2 separate regions of the Zea mays genome follow, and region 2 is linked to region 1. A link is a contact called in public Hi-C data. All regions are on one chromosome and are shown on one strand. The core of a region is the stretch at or near the end of the contact, and the rest is flanking DNA. Distances in the headings are between cores, read along the strand shown. Region 1 holds the start of LOC111274020. Region 2 overlaps LOC103626578 (pentatricopeptide repeat-containing protein At4g04790, mitochondrial).

Region 1 (2,751 bases), core at 89-2,588:
GCGGGGCGCCCGGCCGGGATTAGTCTGCCGCAAGGCCCGGCCCGCCGACCTTGCAGACTGCAGAGGGAGCTTTGCCGGACGGACGGAGCTGACCGCTGACGGCAGAGCAGGAATGTAACGCCGTCACCGGTCACGCTGGCCGTCCGCGTCCGCACGTGCGCGCACGGCCAGCTCTGCACCGCTGCGTCCTCCCTGCACGCGCACGGCAGTCGGCAGCATCTATCGATCTCAGTGCTTCTGCAACGCTCATCTACCATTTTTTTATTACTACAGGGGAAGGGGAAATGAGAAGAAAATGTTTTTTTATTTTTTAAAGAATGAAAGAAGCATATAATTATAAAGTATCTTTAGTTAAACAAATAAAAATGTTCGTAATAAAGGAGATTTAACCCTCTCTAGGGCCCTTCGTTTTTCCAAAATAAAGACATGTAACTTTTTTTAGCCGGTTTATTTCTCTAATTTATATAAACTTTGATCACGTGGAAAAGAGTTCGGGTCCAATCATTAAGAACCGAATGCATTCTCAATCACTTTTGAACCATGTGCAACTGAACAAGATCTAAAGGTGCATGTACGAGTGTGTTTGATGTGTAAAAAAGATCAAAGTGGTAGTTTTTTCTATCAAAGAATCTTTCATGGTCTTGAGAAGAGCGAGCGAGAAGTGGCCAACTTCGTCAAAGAAGATTTCAACCCGTAAAGAGCTTCTAGTTAGTTTTAGCGTTTTAGCGTTTTGTTTGTGTGACGTGTTGGGTTTCTAGTGGGCTGTTTTGCTAGTGCTTCTTTTCTTTTCTTTGCCCTCCTCTACCCTAGTGTTGTTTTTTCTTTTCCTTTCCGGTGTTTGTAAGTGTCTCTTTCTAATAAATTTTTGGTCATGGCAATACTCTTGCCGTGTCCTTTTTCAAAAAAAAATAATAGACCAAGCGGTGGAGGAGAGGTGGTTTTGCATTTTGCTGCCGTTGCTATGCTCGGTCTCTAGATCTCACCATCAGTCCATCACCATTCACCACCGCCTGCGCCTGCACCTTCACCTGCACCTGCACCTACACCTGCACCTCGACTGCATGCCAACCGGGGGCTGCCTTTCCCGCCGCCCACCACGATCATCGTCCTGGAACAGGAATCAGAATCTCGCTGTTGTGTTGTTCACTTGTGCTGCTACAGCGACACGCCTGGATCCCGAGTCCCGGCCCGATTCCCGTTCCCGTTCGACTCCCTCTGCTCATCCTCGGAAACGGATTCCGCCGTCCCGTCTAGCAAACCTCTCTCTCTTCAGCCTTTTGATTCCCACCTCTCCATTCCCAGCGGCTATAAATCCCCGCGTCGCCGCTGCGCCAACCCCCCCTGGCCCCCTCCCTCTCCTTCCTCACATCTTCCTTCGTCAGCCGCAGATGCGCCAGCATCTCTCCCACGGGCAGGAGGAGGAGGAGCGAGAGGCACAGTGACAGACAGAGAGAGAGCGCGCGCGGGGGGAGCCCAGCACAGCACCTACACTAGCTAGCCACCGGCCACCACCACCACCACCACCGACCGAATCGGGTGCGCGCGGCGCGCTGCTCGTCAGCTCCGGCCGGCCGGCCGCTTTATAAAGCCACCCACCCAGCCCCGCCCGATCGCCATCGCCATACCCCCGCCTCCGTCCACGGACACACACCCGCCTTGCCAGCCGGCACCCTCCCGGCCTCCCCCACCTGTGTCCTCCGGCCTCGCCGCCGCAAAACCCGCCGCGCAGGCCGGTTGCTCCGATTGGGAGTGCCAATCGGAGCCAACAGCGAGGGAAGCACATGCTGCCGTTCGTCCTAGAGTTCCTCATTGATGTCGCCTGTGATCAGTGAGATCCTCCTCTCGGGGTTTATGATCAACTCCACACTCCGGCGCCGCACCCACCTGGTCCAGTCCTTCTCCGTCGTCTTCCTCTACTGGTTCTATGTCTTCTCATGAACTACTCGCCCCCATCATAGCCACGCCCCTTCTCTCCCACTCCTCCTCCTCCTCTTTCCCTTCCATCTAGTAGCATCTACCGTCCTCCTCTTCTCTCCGTGTCAGTCTCTGCCTTCGTCGTCGCCGTTTCAGTCGTTCCCTAAACCTTCTTTAGCTTGCATGCACTTCCCTACTGCTGCTAGCAAAGACCTTTATTACTAGTGTCAATTAAGTTACGAAAGAAGAAGAAAGAAAGAAAATTTCGAGGCCGAGAAAAAAGACGGCTTTGATCTCTGCTAGTGTGGTGTGGTAGTGTGTGCTTCTAGTAAGTAAGCGAGCCAGGGATCAAGAAGCAGAGAGCTGCTCTGTCTCTTTTGTCTCTTGCAAGAATGGCTTCCTCCAGCGGGAGCGGGAGCTCGGGCTCCCTCTCGGCGGCAACGGCGGCCCTGGCCGCCGCGGCGGGCACGGAGGAGGAGCTGCGCGCGCTCATGGAGCAGCGCCGCGCGAAGCGGATGCTGTCCAACCGCGAGTCCGCGCGGCGGTCGCGGATGCGCAAGCAGCGCCACCTCGACGAGCTGACCGCGCAGGCGGCGCACCTGCGCCGCGAGAACGCGCACGTGGCCACCGCGCTCGGCCTCACCGCGCAGGGCCTCCTCGCCGTGGACGCCGAGAACGCCGTCCTCCGCACCCAGACCGCCGAGCTCGCCGCGCGCCTCGGCTCCCTCAACGACATCCTCGCCTGCATGAACACCAACGCCGTCGGCGCCGTCGCCGTCTCCCTCACAGCCGCCGCCGCCGCCGCCGCTTCCTCCGACCCCTGCCTCGCCTTCGACG
Region 2 (2,751 bases), core at 167-2,666, 170 kb before region 1:
TTTACCCCCTTTTTTATTTGGTGAGCATTTCATGACTGTTTGATGTGATATCTCTTGTTTATTGTTCTGTTAGTTTGGAGAAGTGATTCCATTTGAATTATGTTGACACTATGAGTGATACTCATTTTTATGTTTTAGTCAACAATCTAATTGTACTGCTGTGTTTATTGGTAATGCAGATCCCTCTGAATTATTTTTCTAAAGGGTGTATTAAATGTTCCGAAACATATTTCCCTTCTTTTGGTTTATAATTGTAGCTTCGCTTACTTGATTGAACGGTTTTAAAGGTTTTTTGCCAAATATGGGACATGGAGACCACAAATTTGGATTTTGGAATGGTGTTTCTTGATGCTGTCAAAGAGCTTGGACTTAATGTTTCTCGGACAAGCCTTGACTTTCTTCTCAGCGCATGTGTAAAAGCAAAGGATTTGCGACGTGCCCAACAGATCTGGACAGAATACGAATCTGCTGGTCTTCCACACAACGTGCTGAGTTCCTTGAGGTTGAATTCTTTTACATAAGCCAAGAATTAATAAAGCATTTTCTGCATAATTGTTCATTTATGGATGATTTTTACCGTGGAGCCGTGTAAGATTTTGCTTTATGTGTTATTTATTACATTTATGCCTCTTCAGGATGTATCAAGCTTTTCTTTCATCTGGGGGACGTAAGGCGGCTAAGAAGTTGTTGAAAAAGATACAAAAGGAAGATGCTCACGTGCGCTACATAACATATGCTTGTCGTGCGACATACTGCAGTAAAGACTTCAAGCCTTCTGCTACAGTTAGGTTAAGTTCCAAAGGAAGAGCTAGATCAAAACCTACTAATGAGGGGTAAGAGGTCTATTTACTTTTACCACTTCCGTTGCAGTGAAATACTGAAACGGGATGAAATCAATTCTTTTGTTCTGGGAAATTCGCTCGTACTTGTTAACTCCTATCGCTTTGGATCTTAGAGACTAGGGTGATCATTGCTAACATCGGATTATATCTTAAGCAATTGGTGGAGCCATGGAGATTTTCTGATTTTATTTTTTGTGTGCATATCATGGTCAATATGAAGCCTTCACCTATAGGCTTAAAGGACAAGGGAATTCTAAATTGTAGCCGAACAGATAAAGACCCTGCCCTTCGTAATCAGCTTCTCTTAACAAAATCCTTCCATTAGTTGCTCATCTGTTTTCTTTTTTGTTTTGCACTGTGTGGAGTTGCTACATATGTTACTGTTTCTAGCTCGAAACAAGCAATCGTACATCCAAGGGATTGCAAAGAGATCATGAGACCACTAGCCATATTTGATGCCCCTTTGGTGACCACAGGCCACCATTCCTGTCAGACAGACCCACTCGGCTTAATGGCCTTAGCCTTGTCATAGTGCTGTCCATGTGAGCACAACACAGGAGTTTGGTCACGGTGAAACAAGGGTAGCATTGCCTTGCCTCCACAAGGCCCTCCCCCTTCCGTGCATCACCTACCAGGAAAAGATCTGCTGATCAGTTCCATTTCTTAGGGCTGGTTTGGCAGCCCAAAATTTCACCAGTTTTCCGGCCTTTTTCTCTGGAGATAAAGCCCACACAGATATTTTTCTTGGTTTTGTCCATCTGTATGTTTAGAAGCCCATCATCCAACAGACATTTGTATTCGTTCTCTCGATGTCATCTCCGCGACGCCCCGGCTCATGAGAACTATGTTACCACGGATCACAAGATCCACTCCCTTTCCTCCCGTCAGCAGATTAGACGCGAGAAGTTGTAGAAGACCCGTTTCCCTTTCCATAAGCACGACATAGAAACACACGAGACACAAGGTATAGTGTTGGGTCTCTGTCCTCTTTCTCTTCTCTGTAATATGAAGTGGTGTACATGTTCCTTATATAGAGATGTGAGACCCCTTAGGGGCAAACTCGGTATTTGCCCACATAATCCTAACTAGGGTTATTTAACACTCCCCCTTGGGCGAATACCGCGACCATCACATGCCTCGTTAAAACTCCGAAAAACCCAGTGGAAAAAATGTGGAGAAAGAGTGCATGGTGATACAAATTGCATTTGTACTTTGTTGCCTTGTTAAAAACCTCATGTAAGAAACTTCAAGAAAACTCACCAAGGGAAAAGAGTACAACAGCTGTCATCGTGACAGATTTTGATCCTCTGGGATCTAGATTCTATCGAATCTTCTACAAGGGCTAACTTTAGAAATGTGCTCCCCCTGATACTTGCAAAACCGCATCAATAAGGCAAAACATCTTCTGTAAGTATATGCACATAAAGATTTAGCAAACGGATTGCATATCCTTGCAAGGACTATTTCAGGAACTTTACCTCTACTCACTTCTAGGATATACGAGGTAAGTGCACGTATCAATATAAATAAGCCACTTTGACTGATGATGTTCGATCGACTGGATCTTTATATTTGATAGAAACTTTCATAAAGGTTCACATATTAATCATCAAGCTCACGCCTTCAGGGCATAGAATATGACATTTATTGTCTCACGATTGTGATCAATATAAGCATTCGCTCTCCCTGACGATGACATCTATCAAAGTCGTTATCCCTCATAACTCAAGCATATTCTTCAAGATATATGTCTCATTGTTCATCTAGAATAACGAGAATGGATGAGGTTGGAGTGCTATCATTTTCTATGTTACACCATAATTTATACATAGTTGTGCAAAGCAAATAACATGTCCTTAAATATGACTTAGGGGATAATATAGTTGCAATAGTACATATTCTAAATATG

Evidence for each region. A called contact is a pair of places that touch in the nucleus more often than the background predicts.
Region 2: a contact with region 1 is called in a Hi-C map of ear, with 5 times the contacts expected there. The contact joins the enhancer-like site here to the promoter of LOC111274020 in region 1. A contact is called at or near these places in 12 of 25 Hi-C or Micro-C datasets (bundle sheath, ear, endosperm and 3 more).

The regions. Positions count from the first base shown.
Region 1 is chr5:76,973,670-76,976,420 of Zm-B73-REFERENCE-NAM-5.0, reverse strand. It overlaps LOC111274020, which reads left to right and starts at 1,338. Exons shown (of 1, transcript NM_001357151.1): 1 at 1,338-2,751. The coding sequence starts at 2,307.
Region 2 is chr5:77,141,171-77,143,921 of Zm-B73-REFERENCE-NAM-5.0, reverse strand. LOC103626578 (pentatricopeptide repeat-containing protein At4g04790, mitochondrial) reads left to right here. Exons shown (of 16, transcript XM_020538417.2): 15 at 288-502; 16 at 636-1,030. The coding sequence ends at 837. Among protein-coding and RNA genes, the nearest start is that of LOC103626578, 37 kb to the left of the region's middle. Within about 2 kb of position 1,416, at least 10 of the 20 cell types and tissues checked have an H3K27ac peak or open chromatin away from gene starts, as enhancers often do. A contact at or near this core is called in ear, leaf and seedling, where this site is marked.